2 separate regions of the Ovis aries genome follow, and region 2 is linked to region 1. A link is a contact called in public Hi-C data. All regions are on one chromosome and are shown on one strand. Each heading gives the region's core, a stretch centred on a gene start, on an enhancer-like site or on the middle of the called end of the contact. The rest is flanking DNA. Distances are from core to core; before and after follow the strand shown.

What was found. Hi-C and Micro-C count contacts between places; a contact is called where the count stands out from the background.
Region 2: a Hi-C map of tail adipose tissue shows a contact between it and region 1, with 3 times the contacts expected there. The contact joins the promoter of AFG2B here to the promoter of BLOC1S6 in region 1. A contact is called at or near these places in 3 of 16 Hi-C or Micro-C datasets (liver, muscle and tail adipose tissue).

The regions. Positions count from the first base shown.
Region 1 is chr7:63,040,400-63,045,176 of ARS-UI_Ramb_v3.0, reverse strand. BLOC1S6 (biogenesis of lysosomal organelles complex 1 subunit 6) reads left to right here and starts at 3,386. Exons shown (of 5, transcript XM_042252523.2): 1 at 3,386-3,536. The coding sequence starts at 3,455. All of the region lies in intron 1 of LOC121819982 (a long non-coding RNA gene), which reads right to left.
Region 2 is chr7:63,184,477-63,189,286 of ARS-UI_Ramb_v3.0, reverse strand. It overlaps AFG2B (AFG2 AAA ATPase homolog B), which reads left to right and starts at 2,478. Exons shown (of 8, transcript XM_015097069.3): 1 at 2,478-3,586. The coding sequence starts at 2,492. LOC121819983 (a long non-coding RNA gene) reads right to left here and starts at 2,519. Exons shown (of 2, transcript XR_006060394.2): 1 at 2,408-2,519; 2 at 2,043-2,187.

The DNA of each region.
Region 1 (4,777 bases), core at 2,137-4,636:
CCATCTCATGTAATTCAGAATTTGGAGATTACAGATCTTGGAATCTGTATCAATTCTGGAGAATCAATACTTCATTCAGTAAATATTCATTTAGAACTTATTTGGTGCTCTGTGAATGAGTTTCTGTTTGGAGTTTGCAATCTGATACAGGAAGTCAACAGAAGCAACTAACACAAGAATGGATTAAGTGCTAAATAGCAGGAGGATGCTTTGTAGTTGGGAAAACGTTACTACTGTAATTCCTGAAAGCAGAGTTGAAAGGGGAGGAGGAATTGTGAATGATTTTACAGTAGTTATTATTTTGGCCAAGCCTTGAAAGATGAGTAAGACTTTGAAAATAATAAAATATTCTATGCATGAAAGGGCATAGTTTTGGGGAGTATGCTCAGATGAAACAAAGGATGTTTGAAAGACAGTGCATTAATTTATTATTCCTATTCCTATTATTTTACAAATGTTATTATTAACAAATAACCACAAACTTAAGGCAATACAAATTTATGTATTATCTTAGAGTTCTGTAGGTGAGCACTCCAATACAGATCCCATTGGGGTAAAACTGAGACATAGCTGAGTTCGATTCTAGAGGCTCTAGTGGTGAATCCACTTCCTTGTATTTTCCAGCTTCTAGAGGTCACCACAATTCTGGCCAGTAGCGCTCATCCTTTACTTTCGAAGCCAACATTGCATTGCATCTCTCTAGTCATTCTTCATGGTCACATCTCTTTCCTGACTCTACTCTTCTGCCCCCCTTTTCCAGGATTGAAGGCCCCTGTGATTACCTTAGGTCCACTCAATAATCCCGGGTAATCCATTTTACAGTCGTTGGGACTAGCAACCTTAATTACGCTTTTGTAGTGAAACAACATATTCACAAGTTCTGGGGATGAAGTCTGTGGACATCTTTGGTGAGGGCATTGTTCTGCTTACCACAGGTAGTAAGGAGCACCTAATCTTGAGAGGAGAGAAGGCTAAAAGAGGAAGGGGTGTGAATGCACCGATAAGGTAATTGGGGAGCAAGTTTCTGAGGCTTGATATAAATTCTCATTTTTTTGGAAAACAGATTTGCCTGTTGAATATAAAATTGTTTGGACAGGCAATTTTGGCATGCAACAAAGCAGAAGATATTAAGAAGAGGTGGCAAGAATACACAGAAGAACTGTACAAAAAGATCTTCACAACCAAGATAATCACAATGGCATGATCACTCACCTAGAGCCAGACATCCTGGAATGTGAAGTCAAGTGGGCCTTAGAAAGCATCACTACGGACAAAGCTAGTGGAGGTGATGGCATTCCAGTTGAGGTATTTCAGATCCTGAAAGATGATGCTGTAAAAGTGCTGCATTCAATATGCCAGCAAATTTGAAAAACTCAGCAGTGGCCATGGGACTGGAAAAGGTCAGTTTTCATTCCAATCCCAAAGAAAGGCAATGCCAAAGAATGCTCAAACTGCTGCACAATTGCACTCATCTCACATGCTAGTAAAGTAATGCTCAAAATTCTCCAAGACAGGCTTCAGGAATAAGTGAACTGTGAACTTCCAGATGTTCAAGCTGGTTTTAGAAAAGGCAGAGGAACCAGAGATCAAATTGTGAACATCTGCTGGATCATGGAAAAAGCATGAGAGTTCCAGAAAAACATCTACTTCTGCTTTATCGACTATGCCGAAGCCTTTGACTGTGTGGATCACAATAGACTGTGGACAATTCTGAAAGAGATGGGAATACAGACCACCTGACCTGCCTCTTGAGAAATCTGTATGCAGGTCAGGAAGCAACAGTTAGAACTGGACATGGAACAACAGACTGGTTCCAAATAGAAAAAGGAGTACATCAAGGCTGTATATTGTCATCCTGCTTATTTAACTTCTATGCAGAGTATATCATGAGAAATGCTGGGCTGGAAGAAGCACAAGCTGGAATCAAGATTGCTGGGAAAAATATCAATAACCTCAGATATGCAGATGATACCATGCTTATGGCAGAAAGTGAAGACGAACTAAAAAGCCTCGTGATGAAAGTGAAAGAGGAGAGTGAAAAAGTTGGCTTAAAGTTCAACATGCAGAAAATGAAGATCATGGCATCTGGTCCCATCACTTCATGGGAAATAGGTGGGGAAACAGTGTCAGACTTTATTTTTTTGGGCTCCAAAATCACTGCAGATGGTGACTGCAGCCATGAAATTAAAAGACGCTTACTCCTTGGAAGAAAAGTTATGACCAACCTAGATAGCATATTGAAAAACAGAGACATCACTTTGCCAACAAAGGTCTGTCTAGTCAAGGCTATGGTTTTTCCAGTGGTCATGTATGGATGTGAGAGTTGGACTGTGAAGAAAGCTGAGTGCCAAAGAATTGATGCTTTTGAACTGTGGTGTTGGAGAAGACTCTTGAGAGTCCCTTGGACTGCAAGGAGATCCAGCCAGTCCATTCTGAAGGAGATCAGCCCTGGGATTTCTTTGGAAGGAATGATGCTAAAGCAGAAACTCCAGTACTTTGGCCACCTCACGCCAAGAGTTGACTTATTGGAAAAGACTCTGATGCTGGGAGGGATTCGGGGCAGGAGAAGGGGAGGACTGAGGATGAGATGGCTGGATGGCATCACCCACTCGATGGACGTGAGTTTGAGTGAACTCCGGGAGATGATGAACAGGGAGGCCTGGTGCGCTGCGATTCATGGGGTCACAAAGAGTTGCACACGACTGAGCGACTGAACTGAGCTGAACTGATTACAGTTTAAGTGAGCAGGTCTAAAGTAAGGAGGTATCATTTTATTGGTCTGAGGCAGCTTCTGCCCATTTCTAATTGTTTTTCATAAAAATTCATGACATCATCCCATAGGATCTCAGTAAGTGCAGTTTATGGTAATTTGGCTGAATTTGCTCAGTAGATATTAATAGATGCTGCAAGCCAGGCCTTACATCGTTCACCTACAATCAACAAGAGGAGAGATGAATCTTGACAAACTCCTAGTTAGCAAGGCTGAGGAGAGCTAAACGTGAATTTATAATGGGTTCAAACTGCAGTCCTTAAGGTATTTCCTTAATAAGGATACAAAACTGAAAAGCTGCACCTGGCCTACTGATCAAAGTCCAACTGCTGGCCCAGGCTCAACACAGCGCGAGCTCAACCTAGCCGCTTTCAGACACTGCCTCTTTCATCCCGCCCGCCGACCACCAGAGTCGGGGACTCGCGCCCCACGACTCCCATAGACTCCCAGTCCCCACCCCACTAGCACTTCAGCTTGAACTCCTAAAAGCGCCGGGAGGGGGAGAGAAAAAAGGGTGTGGGAAAGGCCCGCAGTCACGTGCCCCGAGCCGGCCATCTTCCGCTTTCGTCACTTCCTGGTGCGACCGTCGCTTCTGTCCGGGTGGGCTCTGGGCGCATTCGGTGCATCCTCACTGCGTCTGACAGTCTGTGCAACTGCCCCTTCCCTGTTCCCAGCGGGAGGGACATGAGTGTCCCTGGGCCGCCTTCCCCGGACGGGGTCCTGGCAGGGCCACCCGAAGTCCTGGAGGCCGGGGACCTGACGCCAGGTAAGTGCTATTGGGCCGGGCGGGCAGTCTGACCCAAGTGGGTGGTTCTCCGGGCTGCCCAGCTGGAGTAAGTTGCTTTCAGCAGCTGCTGACCCGAGACTGGCCGCGGGGCGGAATAAGGGAACCTTGCCCTGCCGGCCTTCCTACCCAGAGGAGGGGCGGGAAACGAGATCTGGGGGTGGAGGGGGGGTGGGAAAAAACGGCGTTTGGGGTGCTGTTCGTGGGGGTTGAAAGAGAAGCCATTCTGAATCTGCTTATTGACTGCAGCACACTATTGGCTATTTGTTACAAGTTAGTGGTTGAAGATGGATTTGCCAGGATGATTGGTTTGTTATTCAGAGAGCTGAGGTATCCGGTATTACTGACCACTCACTCATGAAATGCTTGTCTTGCTTGTTGACCTTATTGCATCCCTGTTCCATTCAGCAGTCTTTCTCAACCCGAATTCAAGGAAAGGTTTAAACCTGAATGGCCTAAGGCATCTACTGAATGTAATGAATCGACTTGTTCTGCATCCATAGTGGTACTGCCTATGCGTATGTACTATCCTTGGGAGAATTGAGAAACAGTTTGTGTGTTCTGTGGTTCAGATGAGGAACCCTAGATAAGAAAGGCTGCAGGACTTTGGACGTGCCTTTACTTGTACTTCCTGTTCCAGAAACATAGAACTTACCGCGAAGCTGATAGCTCTCAGGTCTTCCTTGGTCATGCTTTTCCTCAGTGATCTCCCTCTTCACACCTTCATAAGTTGCTTCTATAAATATGACTTCCTTGTATGTAAATGCAGGTTGGGTCTCTCTGCTGCTTGCTCTTCCATCTGCTTTCTGGGTACTTTAACATGGTCATTTTGCACTAATCTTACCCTACAGCATGTACTTAAGTAAATATAGATTTCTGATCCTATTAATGGTGCCAAGTCATGATCTCTTGAAACTTTGACATTATTCTTAACTCTTTCCTCCCACCCCTGTTTATTCCAAGGGATTCTGCCCTACAATTTCCTTCTCCCTTTTGTATTTTCACCCTTTAACAATAACAGTTGTAAGGCTAGTCCAGCTCCAGTCTCTTATTATTCTTCCATCCCATCTATCACACTGTCACATCACTGCCCCAAGATCTGGGTCCCATCATGTCACTTACTTGCTTGGAAACCATAAATGGCTCCTTACTAAATTAAGGGCCAAACACATTAGCTTGGCACTCAAGGGTCGTCATTGCTGGCTGCATAGTCTTAGAGCTAC
Region 2 (4,810 bases), core at 1,229-3,728, 150 kb before region 1:
TTCTGTTAGGTCCATACCATTTCTGTCCTTTATTGAGCCCATCTTTGCATGAAATGTTCCCTTGGTATCTTTAATTTTCTTGAAGAGATCTCTAGTCTTTCCCATTCTTTTGTTTTCCTCTATTTTTTTTGCACTGATCACTGAGGAAGGCTTTCTTATCTCTCCTTGGTCTTCTTTGGAACTCTGCATTCAAATGGGTATCAGTTCAGTTCAGTCGCTCAGTCGTGTCCGACTCTTTGCGACCCCATGAATCACAACACGCCAGGCCTCCCTGTCCATCACCAACTCCTAGAGTTCACTCAGACTCACGGCCATCGTTTCTGTGATGACATCCAGCCATCTCATCCTCAGTTGTCCCCTTCTCCTCCTGCCCCCAATCCCTCCCAGCATCAGAGTCTTTTCCAATGAGTCAACTCTTTGTATGAGGTGGCCAAAGTACTGGAGTTTCAGCTTTAGCATCATTCCTTCCAAAGAAATCCCAGGGCTGATCTCCTTCAGAATGGACTGGTTGGATCTCTTTGCAGTCCAAGGGACTCTCAAGAGTCTCCTCCAACACCACAGTTCAAAAGCATCAATTCTTCGGCACTCTGCCTTCTTCACAGTCCAACTCTCACATCCATACATGACCACTGGAAAAACCATAGCCTTGACTAGATGGACCTTAGTCAGCAAAGTAATGTCTCTGCTTTTGAATATGCTATCTAGGTTTCTCATAACTTTTCTTCCAAGGAATAAGCATCTTTTAATTTCATGGCTGCAGTCACCATCTGCAGTGATTTTGGAGCTCCAAAAAATAAAGGCTGACACTGTTTCCACTGTTTCCCCATCTATTTCCCATGAAGTGATGGGACTGGATGGCATGATCTTCATTTTCTGAATGTTGAGCTTTAAGCCAACATTTTCCCTCTCCTCTTTCACTTTCATCAAGAGGCTTTTTAGCTCCTCTTCACTTTCTGCCATAAGGGTGGTGTCATCTGCATATCTGGGGTGATTGATATTTCTCCCAGCAATCTTGATTCCAGCTTGTGTTTCTTTCAGTCCAGCATTTCTCATGATGTACTCTGCATAGAAGTTAAATAAGCAGGGTGACAATATACAGCCTTGACGTACTCCTTTTCCTATTTGGAACCAGTCTGTTGTTCCATGTTCAGTTCTAACTCTTGCTTCCTGACCTGCATACAGATTTCTCAAGAGGCAGGTTAGGTGGTCTGGTATTCCCATCTTTTCAGAATTTTCCACAGTTTATTGTGATCCACACAGTCAAAGGCTTTGGCATAGTCAATAAAGCAGAAATAGATGTTTTTCTGAAACTCTCTTGCTTTTTCCATGATCCAACGGATGTTGGCAATTTGATCTCTGGTTCCTCTGCCTTTTTTAAATCCAGCTTGAACATCTGGAAGTTCTTGGTTCACTTACTGTTGAAGCCTCGCTTGGAGAATTTTGAGCATTACTTTACTAGCATGTGAGATGAGTGTAATTGTGCAGTAGTTCGAGAATTCTTTGGCATTGCCTTTCTTGGGGATTGGAATCAAAACTGACCTTTTCCAGTCCTGTGGCCACTGCTGAGTTTTCCAAACTTGCTGGCACATTGAGTGCAGCACTTTCACAGCATTATCTTTCGGGATTTGAAACAGCTCAACTGGAATTCCATCACCTCCACTAGCTATATGGGTATATCTTTCCTTTTCTCCTTTGCTTTTTGCTTCTCTTCTTTCCACAGATATTTGTAAGGCCTCCTCAGACAAAGCAAGACTAAAGACAGAGACATAGAGAACAGCTGTGTGGATACTAAGAGGGAAGGGTTGTGGCCGGAATTGGGAGATTGGGATTGACATATATACACTATTCATGTTATTTATAAAATAGATAACTAATGAGACCCTACCGTATAGGGAACTCTACTAAATGCTCTGTGGTGACCTAAGTGGGAAGGAAATCCAAAAAAGAGGATACATGATTCACTTTGCTGTACAGTAGAAACATTATAAAGCAACTATATGCCAATAAAAATTTTTAGAAATTACAAAGCTGTTCTTGAGAAGTCTGAATTTACTGTCTTTATTCTTCAAAGAGAATAGAAAGCAATAGGATTAAGAGAAAGAAGAAAACAGGGTTTAATTGGTGATTTCCCCATCTCAGGATCTCCTCTCAGTAGTTTCCTGGTTTTAGGTTGTTCCAACCTAGGAGCTGGAAACAGACAGCAGAGGTCAGTAAGTGACTATGGACTCTAGAAGTCAGTCATAAGTGTCTGCAAAGCTATAAAAAGGGCCACGAGATTTTACCAAACCCAACACCGCGGCAAACTAGCCTGACCGTCCCATCATTGTCTAACTTAGTCTAACTTCCCATTGGTCCTTTCCACCTATCAGGACCCACTTCAGCGGCTTCCCTGGCGCATGCGCATCACCTGCTTCCGGCCACGGTGCGCCGGTCTTTCCGGCCCGGTGGAATTCCTGTCCGATTTTCCTGGGTTTCGAGTCTTTCGTGAGAAATGGCTCCGGACTCGGGTTCCTTTCCGGAAGGACCTCCCTTAAAGCTGCTACCCGTAGAAACTAGGGATCGGGGCACCCAGCGCTGTCGTCTAGGCCCTACGGCCCTCCGCGCCTTAGGCGCCCACCTGGGCTCGGCTGTGAAGATCTCGCTGCCTGACGGTGGCTCCTGCCTCTGCACCGCCTGGCCGCGGCGGGATGGAGCGGACGGCTTTGTGCAGCTGGACCCGCAGTGTACGAGCCCGGGGACGGCAGTGGGCGCGCTGGGGTCTGGGGGCGTTATTAACCTGAACAGCCTCCGCTTAGTGCCCTGCCCGCCCCTTCGGCGCCTCGCGGTGTGGCCGGAGTTGAGGGAGCAAGCGGGTGCGTCTGGTGCCCCGAGTCCAGCCGCTGTGCTGGAGGCTGTGCAGGAGCTGCTGAGGAACCGTCCAGTCTCTCAGGGCCACGTGGTGGCCGCTCCTCCAGGCGCTCCGGGTCCAGTGGCCGCCCTGCACATCGTTAGCGGGGCGCCCAGCCCGAATCCGGCTGGGCTGGTCACCCCTCGCACCCACATCAGTCTGAGCGAGGTGCCTCCGTCGGAAGAGGAGCCGCAGCCCGAGGTGCCCCTGGGGGGCCTTTCGGAGGCGGCCGACTCGCTGCGGGAGCTCCTCCGCCTGCCGCTCCGCTACCCCCGCGCCTTGGCCTCGCTGGGGCTAGAAGTGCCACGCGGGGTGCTCTTGGCCGGCCCCCCGGGAGTGGGCAAGACCCAGCTAGTGCGGGCAGTGGCCCGGGAGACGGGCGCGGAGCTCCTGGCGGTGAGCGCCCCCGCGCTGCAGGGCGCCCGGCCCGGGGAGACGGAGGAAAATGTGCGGCGGATCTTCCAGCGCGCCCGGGAGCTGGCCAGCCGCCGTCCCACCCTCCTCTTTCTGGACGAGGTGGACGCCCTGTGTCCCCGGCGGGGCGGCCCACACCAAGCCCCCGAGAGCCGCGTGGTGGCCCAGGTGTTGACGCTGCTGGACGGCATCGGTGAGGACCGCGAGGTGGTGGTTGTGGGATCCACCAACCGGCCGGATGCTCTAGACCCAGCGCTGCGCAGACCTGGGAGGTTCGACCGAGAGGTAAATAAAGGCTCAGCCAGTTAGGGCATTGCCCCTGAATCCGGCCTCATCTGGCCCTGGTTGGCTGCCCCGAGGAGTTTCCCACTTAGCTTTGGAAGCCAGGGAGACTGGAGTGGGGCTTTTATTTAGAGAACCTGTTCTCTGGTTAACAAATGATCTGCAAGCCAGGACCCTTTCCCTCCCAGAGTCAAATTGCTCTGAGAAGCCAGGGGGCCGATTGGAATTGTTGCAGGCCCTGAGGATGAATACTGTTATCAGTAGTGTTAGTTTTTAAGGACTACTACAAGCTGTGGTGTTGGAGAAGACTCTTGAGAGTCCCTTGGATTGCAAGGAGATCCAACCACTCCATTCTGAAGATCAGCCCTGGGTTTTCTTTGGAACGAATGATGCTAAAGCTGAAACTCCAGTACTTTGGCCACCTCATGAGAAGAGTTGACTCATTGGAAAAGACTCTGATGCTGGGAGGGATTGGGGACAGGAGGAGAAGGGGACGACAGAGGATGAGATGGCTGGATGGCATAACCGACTCAATGGCCGTGAGTCTGAGTGAACTCCGGGAGATGGTGATGGACAGGGAGGCCTGGCGTGCTGCGGTTTATGGGGTCGCAAAGAGCTGGACACGACTGAGCGACTGAACTGAACTGAACAAGCTATTAAACTCTTAGGATTTGGAATGAGAATCTAAAGTAGAAGGATAGCCTCAAGAAACAAATGTGTTGAAATGAGAAAGAAGGCAGGGAAGAAATAAATCAAAGCAGACGTTAACTCTTCTATCTAGATTTATGCATTCCTTGTCTGAATGCCAGCATCCTGTACCACAGTTGCTCTCTTAGTTGTCAGGAAGATTGAATATTCAAAATATTCAAATATTCAAGTATTATTTTATAAACTTCAGCCCTAAATTGATTCTTGATTTCTGTTAGATAGTTTGAATAGTGGTTGTGATGTTTGAACTTTGTGGTAGGGTTGTAAAGAGACAGCTGATAATTGCAGACTTTAGCATAATCTGTTTAGAACTTAAGTGGATTTCTTCTTCACACCATCTAATACCTGTCTGCTGAATAAGCTCCATAAGGGTAGGGACATAGACTTTCTGATTTACTGGCTCCTAGAAAGTGATAGGTTCTGAAAAATAACAAAATAAAAACTTCCTGACGTTGTTGCTGTTGTTCAGTCACTAAGTCATGTCTGATTCTTTGCAACTGCATGGACTGCAGCACACCA